Regions from separate parts of the Sus scrofa genome. Here regions 1 and 2 are each linked to region 3. A link is a contact called in public Hi-C and HiChIP or PLAC-seq data. All regions are on one chromosome and are shown on one strand. The core of a region is the stretch at or near the end of the contact, and the rest is flanking DNA. Distances in the headings are between cores, read along the strand shown. Region 1 has its middle 160 kb from the start of NR2F2. Region 2 has its middle 260 kb from the start of NR2F2. Region 3 has its middle 870 kb from the start of MCTP2.

Evidence for each region. A called contact is a pair of places that touch in the nucleus more often than the background predicts. HiChIP or PLAC-seq counts read pairs in DNA pulled down with a chosen protein or histone mark.
Region 1: a contact with region 3 is called in a Hi-C map of omental adipose tissue, with 1.6 times the contacts expected there. The contact joins two enhancer-like sites. A contact is called at or near these places in 2 of 47 Hi-C or Micro-C datasets (embryonic fibroblasts and omental adipose tissue) and 1 of 2 datasets of contacts at active chromatin or transcription factors (skeletal muscle).
Region 2: a contact with region 3 is called in an H3K27ac HiChIP or PLAC-seq map of skeletal muscle, with 4 times the contacts expected there. The contact joins two enhancer-like sites. A contact is called at or near these places in 1 of 47 Hi-C or Micro-C datasets (embryonic fibroblasts) and 1 of 2 datasets of contacts at active chromatin or transcription factors (skeletal muscle).

Annotation. Positions count from the first base shown.
Region 1 is chr7:83,244,984-83,249,045 of Sscrofa11.1, reverse strand. No RefSeq gene overlaps it. Among named protein-coding and RNA genes, the nearest start is that of NR2F2, 160 kb to the right of the region's middle. Within about 2 kb of position 1,350, at least 9 of the 83 cell types and tissues checked have an H3K27ac peak or open chromatin away from gene starts, as enhancers often do. A contact at or near this core is called in omental adipose tissue and skeletal muscle, where this site is marked.
Region 2 is chr7:83,352,205-83,356,554 of Sscrofa11.1, reverse strand. No RefSeq gene overlaps it. Among named protein-coding and RNA genes, the nearest start is that of NR2F2, 260 kb to the right of the region's middle. Within about 2 kb of position 2,969, at least 29 of the 83 cell types and tissues checked have an H3K27ac peak or open chromatin away from gene starts, as enhancers often do. A contact at or near this core is called in skeletal muscle, where this site is marked.
Region 3 is chr7:84,094,158-84,098,534 of Sscrofa11.1, reverse strand. No RefSeq gene overlaps it. Among named protein-coding and RNA genes, the nearest start is that of MCTP2, 870 kb to the left of the region's middle. Within about 2 kb of position 1,319, at least 28 of the 83 cell types and tissues checked have an H3K27ac peak or open chromatin away from gene starts, as enhancers often do. A contact at or near this core is called in omental adipose tissue and skeletal muscle, where this site is marked.

The sequences.
Region 1 (4,062 bases), core at 101-2,600, 850 kb after region 3:
TGGCCTCTGAGGTGACTTGTAACGGGATTTTGTCAGCCGTGAGCAGAACTGCACGGGTTCCTACGAGGCATGGGATTCAGAGTCGTAATAGAAAACATTTATTTGGCTCCAACTAAACATCCTAACACATGTTAGCATTTGCTGCCAATATGCTTCCTAATTAAGAGCTACATAAAATCATAGGAAATCCTGTATCCTGTCTTCATGCACTTTTCATGTATCTCTTGTTCCCTGGCCTTATTTCTCAAGTATTGCTACCACACACCCACCCACACACACACACACAAAACAGGTTGATTCAAAAGTCTTGTTTTGCCAACCATGCAGTGTGGTGTCATTAACAAGATTAATGTACATTCCAAAACTCACCACCATGCCTTTTTTTTCATCCTAAAACAAATGCTGCTATTAAAAACTAATTTAAAAAGAAAAGAGCTAATAAGCACCCCCCCAATAAAAGAACAACCCCTTCATTGGTAAAGTGTTGCCTGTAACTGATATAAAACTTCAAAATGTTTTTTAAAAATATCTTCTCTCTTGGATTGTCTGGACTATTGACCATGTTGGTATATTTTATCATGTTGAACGGATTTCAAGATGAAGGACAGACTAGAGTCTGGTTTTCCTCTTGGGTCTTCCTTAAATTAATGCTAATTTCATCTGAAAATATTTAGAGATAGACCTGTAAATCCTAAGCCATCACTCTCCCATTATATGCAGTAGGCATAAGGTGATTACTGCACAGATAGAGATATGTATGATAACTCTAATTAAGGCTAGGATTTGTGTGAGTTACACTTAGAAACACTTGTTTTATCAGTTTGGATGTAGTCTTTGACCTTACATAGCCAAACTAATTGCTTCCTTTCCCTACCATAAGGCAGAAATTAAAAATCAAACAAAACAAAACAAAAAACAGAAGAAGAAGAAAAAAAAAGACCACTCCAGTCCATTATAAATTTCTCCCTCTAATTCTATTTTGTTTTCCCATACACTGAAATAGACTCTGAAATGGCACAAAAGAAATGAAGCCTGGGCCTGAAAAGTTATCTTTTTCCATAGGACACATTAATGATTTTCAGAATTAATTTTTTTTTTTTTCAAATGAAACGCACATGCTCTCATTGCCCCTTTCCTGAGATGGCTTTGCACTCGTCTTCGTCTTTTTCCCCCTTCCAAATCTATTTATTTCTTGTTGTTCTTGGCCCGTCCTCACTTTCCATTTTTCATGATTAGTTCTTTATGATCGTGTGTTTCCTTTTTCTCCCCGCCGTGGCTGCCGGCCAGTTCTCTTCCAGCACTTGAACTTCCCTTTGCTAATGAAACAAGAGCTGCCTCCCTCCCTGGCTTTTGCCATCCAGCTGTTTCCTTTTTAAAATATACACTCATCTTTATTCAGTGAAGTTCCTGGGCAAACCTGACTTCTTTCACAGAAGAGTTAATAATCACAGGAGGAACTAAAAAGGTTTTAGGAGAAAGGCATATCTGGGAAATTTTGAGAGTGGGTGGAAGGAGGATAAGTAGAAACTAAGTTTATTTTTGAAAGGTTCTGGGGGGAAAGAAAAAAAAAAGAACAAAGAACTGGGTCCATAATGTTTTATTCTTTGGGTGCTCTGGATGGCAAGTTGGTCCTGGAGGTCTCCCACACCTACACGGCATCTTAAAGTTCCCACTTCGCTTGCTTCACCTCTTGTGGCCACTTGAAAGTAGCCTAACCACGTCGGCAGACCTGAGTTGTATAGGATTAGGTGGTGAAAAGGTGCCAACTTGAGGTTCAGTCTGCCAAGTCAAGTCAATTTACTGTAATGCTTTGATTGTTCAACTTGGCTTTAATCCCTCTTCCATCTCCATCGTGCCCTTGACATCATGGAAATTACCACCCAAAGTTAATGTCATCAGATGAACCCCGCTAACTATTTCAGAGAAGGGTTCCTGAACAAAACAACCTGTTTACTTCATAAGCTTTCAGATCCACCCCCCCCCAAAATATTTCCAGAAAAATGAATAAGCCCAGAGGTATCCTCTTACAACTGGAGAGTGACTAATTCTTTTTTCTGTATTATAACTGATAAGACCTCATGTGACTGGAAATGAATACGTATTCTACCCAAGCATCAGTTGAGTATTTGTATGAAAGGCTTAATTGATTAGATAAAGAGGTTTATTAGATTAAGAGCTTTGAGTTTAAAAAAAAAAAAAAAGTCCTCTTTTAAAATCTGAGGAACTCTCCCTTCTCTAAAAATGTTTTTCCTGATATAAGATTTCCAAAGGAATAATTTTTCCAACAGAAATAGAAAAGAAACAAAAACATAAAGGGGTAAAAAAAAGCAAGAAGGAAACCAAAAAAAAAAAAAAGGATCACAAGAAAAAAATCGTAACAATGTGTGGTGGTGGATGTTAACCAGACTTATTGTGGTGATCATTCTGCAATATATACAAATATCTAATCATTATGTCATACACCTAAAATTAATACAACGCTTTTTGTCAATTATTTCTCAGTGAAAATGTACTACCATGTGAGATAATCTTATTTGGAAACAATTATCAGGTGAGATAAAAATTAGCATTTTCAGTGGAAAGAAATGCGATTATAATAACTTAATACAGTGTGGATCTTCACCAATTACAAGTACTTTCGTAGATAGATGGATAGATACTCACACTTGAACTTCACAGTAACCGCATAAGACAGGGAAAGTTAGGGTCTTTGATAACAAGCCTTGAAATTTTCCAGGACAAATATTTTCTTGGAACAAAGCTCAAATCTGAATTTGCATTCTGGATATGCACCCTGGAGGCTGTCTTCTATGGGGGTTTCTTAGAAGATTCTCCTGTCTTAGAAGGAAGAGAGCTTGAGGAGGAGGGCAGATCTTAGCTATCATATAGTTCATTCTCCCATCAACTCTGGTAAGAATAATTCCAGAATCTCCCAATAAGAGACATATCCATGTCCTGCCCTTACATGTGGTTTCAGACCTAATATTTATAAACCCAAGAATGGTCCTGTAAATACAAGTTCAACCAGAGGAGGAAGGCAGAACCACCTCAAGCCCAAAGCATGGGACTTGCTTGACTGTGATATTCACACCTGCCCCACCACGTCACCTGACATCTTGGCTCCAAGTTCTTCCTGACCCTGTTTCCTTTGCCTGTTTGAACCTTCCATACCCGCTGTGCTCTCTGCTTGCCTGCCTCCAGTGTTGTGACTCAGCACACCTCATCACACCTATGGTGACTTGCAGACACTATCCTGAGACAGATCCTGAAGGCTGGATTCCCTTTGTCCTTGTGGCCTTAAGGCCAGGAGCCCAGCAAATCACTCACAGTGGAAATTCAAACCCTGAGAAGTCAGGCAGGTTGGAAAAAGATTTTCTGAGGGACTGCTAAACTCTCTAATCCCAAATTATGACTGCCATAATATCGACATAGGGCAAAGGGAGTTCCTGTTGTGGCACAGCAGAAATGAATCTAACTAGTATCCATGAGGTTGTAGGTTCAATCCCTGGCCTCACTCAGTGGGTCAGGGATCCAGAGTTGACATGAGTAGGTCACAGACATGGCTCAGATCCTGCATTGCTGTGGCTGTGGCTGGCAGCTGTAGGTAGCTATCATTAGACCCCCTAGCCTGGAAACTTCCATACGCTGCTGTGAACTTTTTAGTGCAGAGTGGCCCTACAAAAAAAAAAAAAAAAAAGAAAGGAAAGAAAGAAACATAGCAATGCATAGGGAGAACCCTAAAACTTCATCCTGGTATCTCTTCTCTGAGGTCGTCTATCAGAAGAAAAGATGTCAGTAGTAATTTATTTCTCAACTTTCTCTATTATCAATAATAGTTAATTATTTTTATTTTGAGAATAATCTTAACAGTGCCAATATGTCTTTTAAAGTGGATCTTCTTAAAATTAGCAGAAAATGCCACTCCTTATTGTTGCAGGATTGTACTGCTTTATTGGCAACAGGAATAAAACAGCAAAGAAGAATCTGATCCAGGAACATAGATGGATTTAACAAGAAGGTGATGGAATTTGAGATTCAGAAGCCCTCATAAGCACAGATTCC
Region 2 (4,350 bases), core at 1,720-4,219, 740 kb after region 3:
TGAAGAATGGTCCTTTATCTGTAAAGTGAGGAAATATCTATTTCACAGGGTTTTAGGGGAAAGGTAATGAGATGATTGTATATAAAGCCCATAATAATGCTTGGCAATGAATAATTTTTCAAAGTTTATCCCCTGTGGGATAGCTAGTTCCTAGAAGATAAACTGTTTTGAAAGGAAGAAAGTAATATATAGCAAGGTCAATCCAAAGCCCATGGAATCAAAGAGGGGCAGCAGAACACAACCCACTAAAGCCTGATTGCTTGAGTTTGAATTCCTTCCTTGTGACCAAATTACTTAATTTCTCTACACTTCAGTTTTTTACATATGAAGGGGAATCGATAATCGTTCCTGCTTTATAAGGGTGCTATGGGGATTTACGCCAAGCAGTTTAGAGAACGCCTGGCAAATAGTAATCACTATATGAGTGAAGGTAAATATCTTTCTATTCCAATTTGTTTCACAACAACACAAAGAAATTGCCTAGAATGCAGCACTACCTGCTCTGTGAAGGTCCTTGGATGCCCAGAGTTCTGTACCTTTTGCATTGTGCTCCCTTCAACCACAGTGGTTCTTTATGTATATATCCATTCCCTGTGTCCTTAACTAATCAAGTTCCTGATGGTGCTTTATTCACTTTTGTGTTCCCCAAAACCAATCTGTCCACACTAAACATTTAATGACATTAAAAAACAAGCTATAACTTATGAACAATGGATTTTATGAATGTTAAGTTGTTTTATATCCCTCCCCCCCAACACACACACACACACACACACACACACACACACAAAATGTACATTTTAAGGGGAAAAAAATGGCGTGTTTTACCTCAAATGTTGAAAAGTATTAATAAATCTGAATTTAGACTTAATTTTAATAAAATCTTTATAAAATTGTTAGTTTTACCAATTAAAATTCTATCACTAATTGTAGAGTCATTTCCATGATTCCAATGTGAGCTACTAAGAAAACCCTAAGCAGAAGCTATTTGAGCAAGAGTTTCCACTGTAGAGTGGTGGGCCTAATGATCCAGCTTGTCTCTCTGGAGGTGCCAGTTCAATCCCCAGCCCAGGCACTGGGTTAAGGATCCAGCATTGCTGCCGCTGTGGCACAGATCACAGCTCCCACTGGACTCTATCCTTGAACACCTGGCCTGGGAATTTCCATCCACCATGGGAGACAGCAGGGAAAAAGTAAGAGAAAAAAGCTATATGACCAGTTATTTCTGTGCTACTAAGAATATAAACAAATTTCCAGCATCGATAGCTCATGCAATATACTCTGGGTAGATGGGGCAGAATTCCTTCACAACATGACAACAATAGCAACAATGACCACATGGGACTTCCAGGCCTGCAGCCTTGGATTCTGGATCAAGGGACTCTGACAGAGTCACAGCACCTCTCCAGGTTGGATCTTCTTATTTGCACAGCAATATGGCTGACAAACAGGTCTAGAATTCAAGGTAAAATGAAACAGTAAATAATTCTGCTGGAATTCAGGTGGCAAATAGCAAGGAGGAGGTGAGAAGATGCCTTTAATTAAAGGAGTAGCTAAAGTTTATTTTGTTGGAAATTTCTAGATGCTTCCAAAACAGTGCTGTCTAAATTTCCCTAAACCACTCCAAGCCATCTTTAAACTGTTTGCAGAATGGCCATTCCCAGGCAAAGTCGTTTCAAGCCAGTTCAGCTCCGCAACACAGATCTCTGCCTTTTCATATCAAAGGGGGCTTCCTGCTGAGTTTGTTTACACCATTAAATTTCCTCAAATGTAAAGCCGGGAAAATTTTTCCAGGTGTTCAAATTCCTAGAGGGTGGGGAGAGTGCCGAGCACTATATTAGATCAATACCACGCTAGAGTGAAACACAAAGAACCTTTTTCACGGTGTTGCCCCCTCTGGAGATCCCTCTTTCGGAGGCAGTCTTGGCAGGGCCCGCAAGGCTGCCTGTCACTCTCCTGTAATACCAACTGCCGGACCCACCAGGGCGGTCCCCGGAGTTGTGCTGCGGCAGCCTTGCAGGGCCGAACCCGGCCTGGATCCGACCTGCGGGCAAGGTGCAAGATGGCGGGATGGGGCGCACCTGCCCCGCTCACCTAGTACCTGGGTTCGTTGCTGGCCTCCTAGCGCAAGGGATCGGCAGGCTGCCTCCAGAAACCCAATTTAAATAAGGAAGGATTGAGATTCCTAGGAGAGCTCCGGGTTGATATCAGAGAGAGAGCCTGGGCTTCTCCCAGCCAGGTGAAAAGAGCTGGCAAGGTCACCCATTCAGTCACCAGGTGGTGCATTTAATTTAAAAGGAGTGTTAACCTTGTTTATACAAAATAACACCAATATGCAGAGAAGCAGTAAATCCATTGTCGTTAAACAGCGGGGAGCCGCTGGCGCTGGCAGCCTGCCCGCCGGCGACGTGAACTCGGCTGGCACCGGGCGGGGAGCGCGCCGGCCGGGGCCAGGCCTGCGATCCTGCTGGCCTCGCAAGAGAAGGCCAGAGCTGTGCCCTTTCCGCCCTCCAGATGACTCTTTGCATTCTTGTCAAATATATTTAGAACAAGAGGTGTCCACTTAAAGAGAAACATTTGTTAATCACTTAAATGCAGGCGTTTGGCAGCCCTCCAGTTTCACCTTTATAAATATGTAGGATCGGTTTCCAGCTAAGCAGGGAACTCCTGGGCAAGTTCTCATTTCTCTCCGCGTCCCCTCGAATTGACCTAAGGTGAATGTCCCTAGCACCTTATTAATTTTCTATCCCAGGGGGCTTTCCGGAGCCAGTACCAGCCTTCTATCTGCGCGTTGACGGAGATAAATAAATGATGCACGCTAGAAAGAGAAAGAGAGGGGTGTTTCTTTAAGCAAGGGACAGATTAAAGTGAAATTCCTGTTGACGGAGGCGCTGGTGTCGTCGACATCCTCCTTGTTTACCAGCAGCTGTCCCCGTTTAATGACACTCTGATAACTCACGGAGGCTGCCCTGCGGTAGGGGGTGAAGCAGATAAAGGGGCCTCTGTTTAAACAGTCCAGTCCTCGAGCCCGCTCCTCCTAACTTCCCTTCATTTAACGATCGGGGAAACTGTTCAGAAGAGGCAAACTCCGGGTGCAGACGTTTTTACTCTCCTGCTTTTGGAATCCGTAACCTAAAAACCGCGGCTGTCCTGGCCAGCCCTCTGCTGAGCTGATGGTTATTCCAGGAGTGGAAGCTGAGGAGGGGAGAGGCGGGGAGGTGGAAAGGCAGCTGATGGGCCAGGTGAGAAGGTCAGCGCTAGGTGTCTTGAAGAACTCTGCATTTTTCTTTCTTTTTTAAAAAACAGTGATGTTCCCTATCCCTCCACCCCTCCCCATACAAGTCTTCCTAAACGAACAAGTCAGGGACAAGGTTGCCGATTTACTGTTCTTTAAGGGCTGATTCAGCATTAGGAGTTAATCACATTAAAAAAAAATCACTTTTAATTCTTGGAACAGTCTCCATAAGATTGTAACGTTGCAGAGGACCTTGCGGGCATCCAAGCTAACATTCTGATCTTGCAGCTGAGAAAGCAGGTGCTGGGGAGGCTAAGGGGTTTGCCTAAAGTCACTCAGAAGTTCTACCGCAGAATGGAGGCTGAAACCCAGCTCCCAACCCATCATTCTTTTCAGACAGTGTAATATTATACAATATTATACATATTTTATAATATAGCTATATAATATATTTTATAACATATACACATCAGGTTAAGTAGAGGGAATTTAAAGAGATACACATGTATCTTTATTTAAATGTATATATTTTCAAAATTTCCTCTTTCTGTCCTGATGCAAACAGCAGCCATGGAATGTGTTTCGCCCTGAGGGGGAGCCAAAGCCCTTACCTGGCTCAGGTCCCAGCCTGGTCCATCCTTGGGCTTCTCTAAGACACACCTCTACCCTGCTTATTTCATGAATACAATCCATTTAAAGATCAACAGACCTGGGATCTCATAATCTCTTTCATGCTCTAACCAGTCAAGCACACATACCTCCAATAAAGCAAACACAGAGAAAAAATTCATTTCTGCTTTTAAAAAAAATGAAGATTATGTGAAACAAATGATCTTACGTCCATTCATTTCGATTTTGTCACCCATAGGATGTCCCATATCCAACTCCAGAAATTTTGAGACAAAAACATAAATACAAGGCAGGTAAAGTGTTTTGAGATATTTGGAAGAAAGATGTAAATGTTTTTGTCTATGTGGTCTCTTCAGGAAAATTCTTTACAGTATTTTTAAAGATAAGTACTATCCTGCAATACAGTGGCCTCCAATAACATGAGGTTCATCACTTATATTTTCAAACTATACTGACTCCTCAGTTTTGTCTTTATAGCAAGGTAT
Region 3 (4,377 bases), core at 70-2,569:
CAATAATGTACAGGCTAAGAACGCTCTATTTACATATGTAGGTTATTTAAAATATGTCTTGTTAAATAAATATTTAAAATACCTCTTTATTTAGCTTATAAACTGTTTGGACTGAGGCTGCAGTGTGACTCGCAGAATGTTCGAAAGAGTGAGAGAGTTACCATAGATTTTCATCTCTTCCTGACCTGCAATTTTTCCCCTCTCTCTCTGGCAGGCCTCTTTAAGGCAAATAACAACATGAACTTTCTTGCCATCAAAATATGTAATATTGGTAGAAAGATGATCTTTGGAAAACTGTAAAACTCACCTTTATCTTGAGGGCAGGTACTAAGAACAAGGGATGTAGGCATAAATTAACCACAGTCGTCAAGACCACCTCTTAGAGAGCAGTGAAGTAGACAGGAAGTATGGGAAATGAATGATTTCACAGCAAAATGTTCTCCCTGCTCTGAGGTTGTTTGTCCAGTCCAGAGTTATTTTTAAAGGAGAAGAAAATGAAATACAGAACTTAGAGTTATCCACGTCGCTTGAGTCAGCACAAACTCATGATTTCAAAACAACCGTAATGAGAACACGCATGGTAAGGACGACGGTGTTGGGGGAGACAAACGCTGTACTTTGCAAGAGAAATAAGCTCAGCGTCAGTCCAAGACCAAGCTAGGCATTCAGTTTATTTTAGGTGCTCGAAAGTTAGTTTTTTCCTGGAGCGAATGTCTCTATACCTGAAACCGCCCAGTTTTCGCCAAAGCATGTTTGTTCCCTGCAATCTGGAATCACAAACTTAATCAGTTGTTGATCCACCAGGGGGAGCAGTTCACCAGCACAAAACAAACCTTCCCCAAAGGAAGTCGGGGAAGGCGCCTCTTCCTCTCAGTTTACACAGCGGACAAGGACCCTGATTTTTATCGGTTCTACTAGATGTGGCGCTCCTCTGCCTAATACTCATTTCATGTGCCTAACCCTATGCTGGTGGGATACATATTGTTCCTTTGTGGACACGTATACCCACAGCAGATTTTAAAGTAGGACTGAGAAATCAGACCTTGTGCTTTGTAGAAATTCCTTGTTTTATTATAGGAAATACAGTCCCTGCTTCTCCAGCAGCTTATATGGACAAAACCAATAGATTTGTCAAACTATTTATTCAATCCTTATTCTCCGATCTTCAGTCTGGTGTGTGTGTGTGTGTGTGTGTGTGTGTGTGTGTGTGTGTGTGTGATTCTCGCAGCTCTTGAAGCCAGGCAACTACCACAGCTTGCTGACAGCACAGCTTCTTTCCTCAGCCCTTTCCCTTTCCTTTGGCCAGGGCCCTGGGGCTGGGCAGGAAGACAGCTGTCAGAGAAAGGTCCGTGTTGATGATAAACTCTTTGTGTGCAAGTTCAGGCTTTGTACCAGCCTGTCCAAACAAAACAGCTGTGGACTTCAATGGACCTGTGTGTGGGTAGAGAACCCCAAGTTTGTTAATGTAGAAAGACAACCAGAAGTGTATACCAGCTCCTAACGTGCTTTTCAAATGGTTTTGAAATCCACAGAAGGAATTCCCCTAGGAAAGCCTAGTTTTAATTTTAATAAGGTCAGTTCCTTATCCTAAACCTCTTTCCTGGTCCTTCAGCATCCTAAATCTTTTTATGGCTCCTTAAATTCCTTGTCCATTTAATATTTTTCCCTGGTAGTTTAAGGGGTAGGCTCTGGGTCTACAGCTTCACCATCACCAGGGAACTTGCTAGAAATGCAGAACCTCAGACCCTATCTTAGACCTGCTGAATCAGAATCTGCCTCTTAACACAACCCCAGGTGATTGGAGAACATGTTGAAGGCTGACACTCTGCTCACAGACAGCCTGGTCTCTGGATGGGCCTCCTTCTGTTAGGACATAGATAAGATACACAGATCTACGCATTCTTCTAAACAGAATGTGTAGATGTCAAGGTCATTACATGATCTTATGATACATGCAACCAACTCTTGAAGCAGCAGTCTTGAGAGTTCAGTCTTTCAAGTTAAAAAAAAGAAAAAAATCTTAGCTTCCAACCTCAGGTCGGGCACTTGCCAGCTCTTCCTATCCTCATTTGTACCTCATAAGTATTAACTCTATTGTGGAGATTAAATGAACACCTGACACTCAAAAGATCCCATTGTTATTCATCTTTCCCTTCAGAATTGAGTTTTCAATCTATGAATATTATTCAGTGATTTGATTAACTTTTTTCCATCCAACTTTTCTATTCTTTTATTTTTCTGCTATTTTTAAAAATGTGTTTTATTACTTCTGAAGAAAACATGGGGAAGGAATAGTGAATCTCAAGTCTGCCTATGTATTTACTAATTAGTTGCTTTGTTGAATGATTTTTGAAGAGGAAAAAGTTGAAAAAGCTGAAATAATCATTTAGGATTTTTGATGAAATTCCAAGACCTATCTTTAACATTGTTATATCTAGGATAATTGAAGGAGGGAGAAATTCATTCTTGAAAACAAAATAGAAAATATCCCCTTTAAATACCTAAAGATGAGGGAGAAACAAGCTGAATTCCAAGAAGCACATCTGTTAATCCTATCATGGGAACACTGTCACAGCTGGATGGAGTGAGTGACAGGTATTTGTGCTGTAGTACTGTGACATATATTTTTCCATATCTTTGAAGATCAGGATTTGAGGAGCCGTACTCTATAATGCTCATTTTCTTTCTGGCCCTTCCTTTATCATATTCTTTGGCAAAAGTGTAAAGTGATATTCTGAATTTGGGCCCAAAGTCACTGGAAGGTAAAAGTCACCTGGTTATCCACTCGCTACATCACCAAATTAGATGTACTCTCTTCTTAAGAGAATCAGTTATGCAGGACATGGGCTTTCTTTTCTGACAAGAGTAGAGGTTTCACATGGTAGGTGAGAGGGAAAGCTGGTCTCAAGCTGATGTCCAAATTTCCCTCAGGCCTGACCAGGACCTCCTCATCTTTCCTGCAACGAGGATCCTCTGAGGCACTGGGGGTGGGCTGCGGGTGGGGAGGGGGTGTGGAGAAGAGGGGCAGGGCGATGCTGAATTTGAACACTTTGGAAGGGGGAGCTTGACTTGCAGCAGGGAAGCTCCTCTCCGGAGAACTTTTGATAGTTTTCCCCAAGATCTTCTTTCCTGCCCTTCCAGATGGTCTTCCTCATACTGTTTCCTCTCCAGGGTCTCCCATTCAGTTTTCAAAGGAAACAGCTACATTCCAAGGAATGAACTGAAGAGAAGCACATCCTTGTTATTCCAGACCAACTTCAAAGTGTCCTATAGATTTAATCAAATGTAAATGCTTGGTTATTTACTCTCCACCCCTAAACTAACTCCTTGTTTTATTCTAAAGGCCAGATAAATTCATCCATATTTTGGGTATACTCCAGGACATCACATCTAATCAATGTGAATTTCCAAATATTCAAGGGAATTTCAAACAGATGAAATGGGATGATCTTCCCCACCACACATATCCTAATTTCTATTATAAATTTCTGTGAGATGTAGCAGTGGCAATGCCCAATTCTTTTAAGAATATCCAATTTAGTAGAACTACATCTTGTCTAGAAATGAAGGAAGAGGCTGGAAAATGGTCCTCATCTTATTTCAAACTTGTGGCCAACACCCAAGGGGGTGAGATCCTCAGGCTTGGTAAGAGAATGGGAGATACCAGGTCTAGCCTGACCTGGTTTGCCTAAACCCACAGTCCAAAAGATGAGCTCTTCTGTTGCAAAGCACTAGCAATGATTTAGGTGTAAGAACTCTGTGAAATGGAAGTTTTTTTTTTGCTCTCAAGAACACAGATCTTTCAGTTCCTCCTGGGCTTCTTAATTTTTACAACCGTCATCAAGGAAGAAAAAGTTCTTTTCTCTCTTGTCAAGCACTAATACACAAGCTGAATAATTAGTCTGAGTTATCGCTGCTCTTGTTTTAAGCCATGTAGCCACATTCACAAATATCAAAGTACTTTGCAAGATGAAAACAACCTCAGACATGTAGGAGTGAAGTACTGCCAACATCTAGGAGAGAAAATAAAATGTCTTTCATTCTTTCATTCCATCTCTGGACCAAATTTTTTGGAGAGAAACTTTTACTGGAATGGGGCGAAAATATGGGAAGTCTGAATATAGCCCATAACTGGCTTTAATTAATGTCCTTTTTGGCCTTCCGAAAAAAAAAATTAAAAAGAGTATCCAAACAGTGAGAGGGCTTGGGACTGAACTCTTCTCTTATCCCTGTAAGTGTTTACAATCTGCAAAGGGAAGGATGAATCAAAAAAAAGAATGATTCTCATGATCAAGCTCAATGTAGAGAAGTAACTTTCTGTGTTTCACTTCTGTTGCATTTTATACCAGATTTATCTGGAAAACATCTGTAATAAAA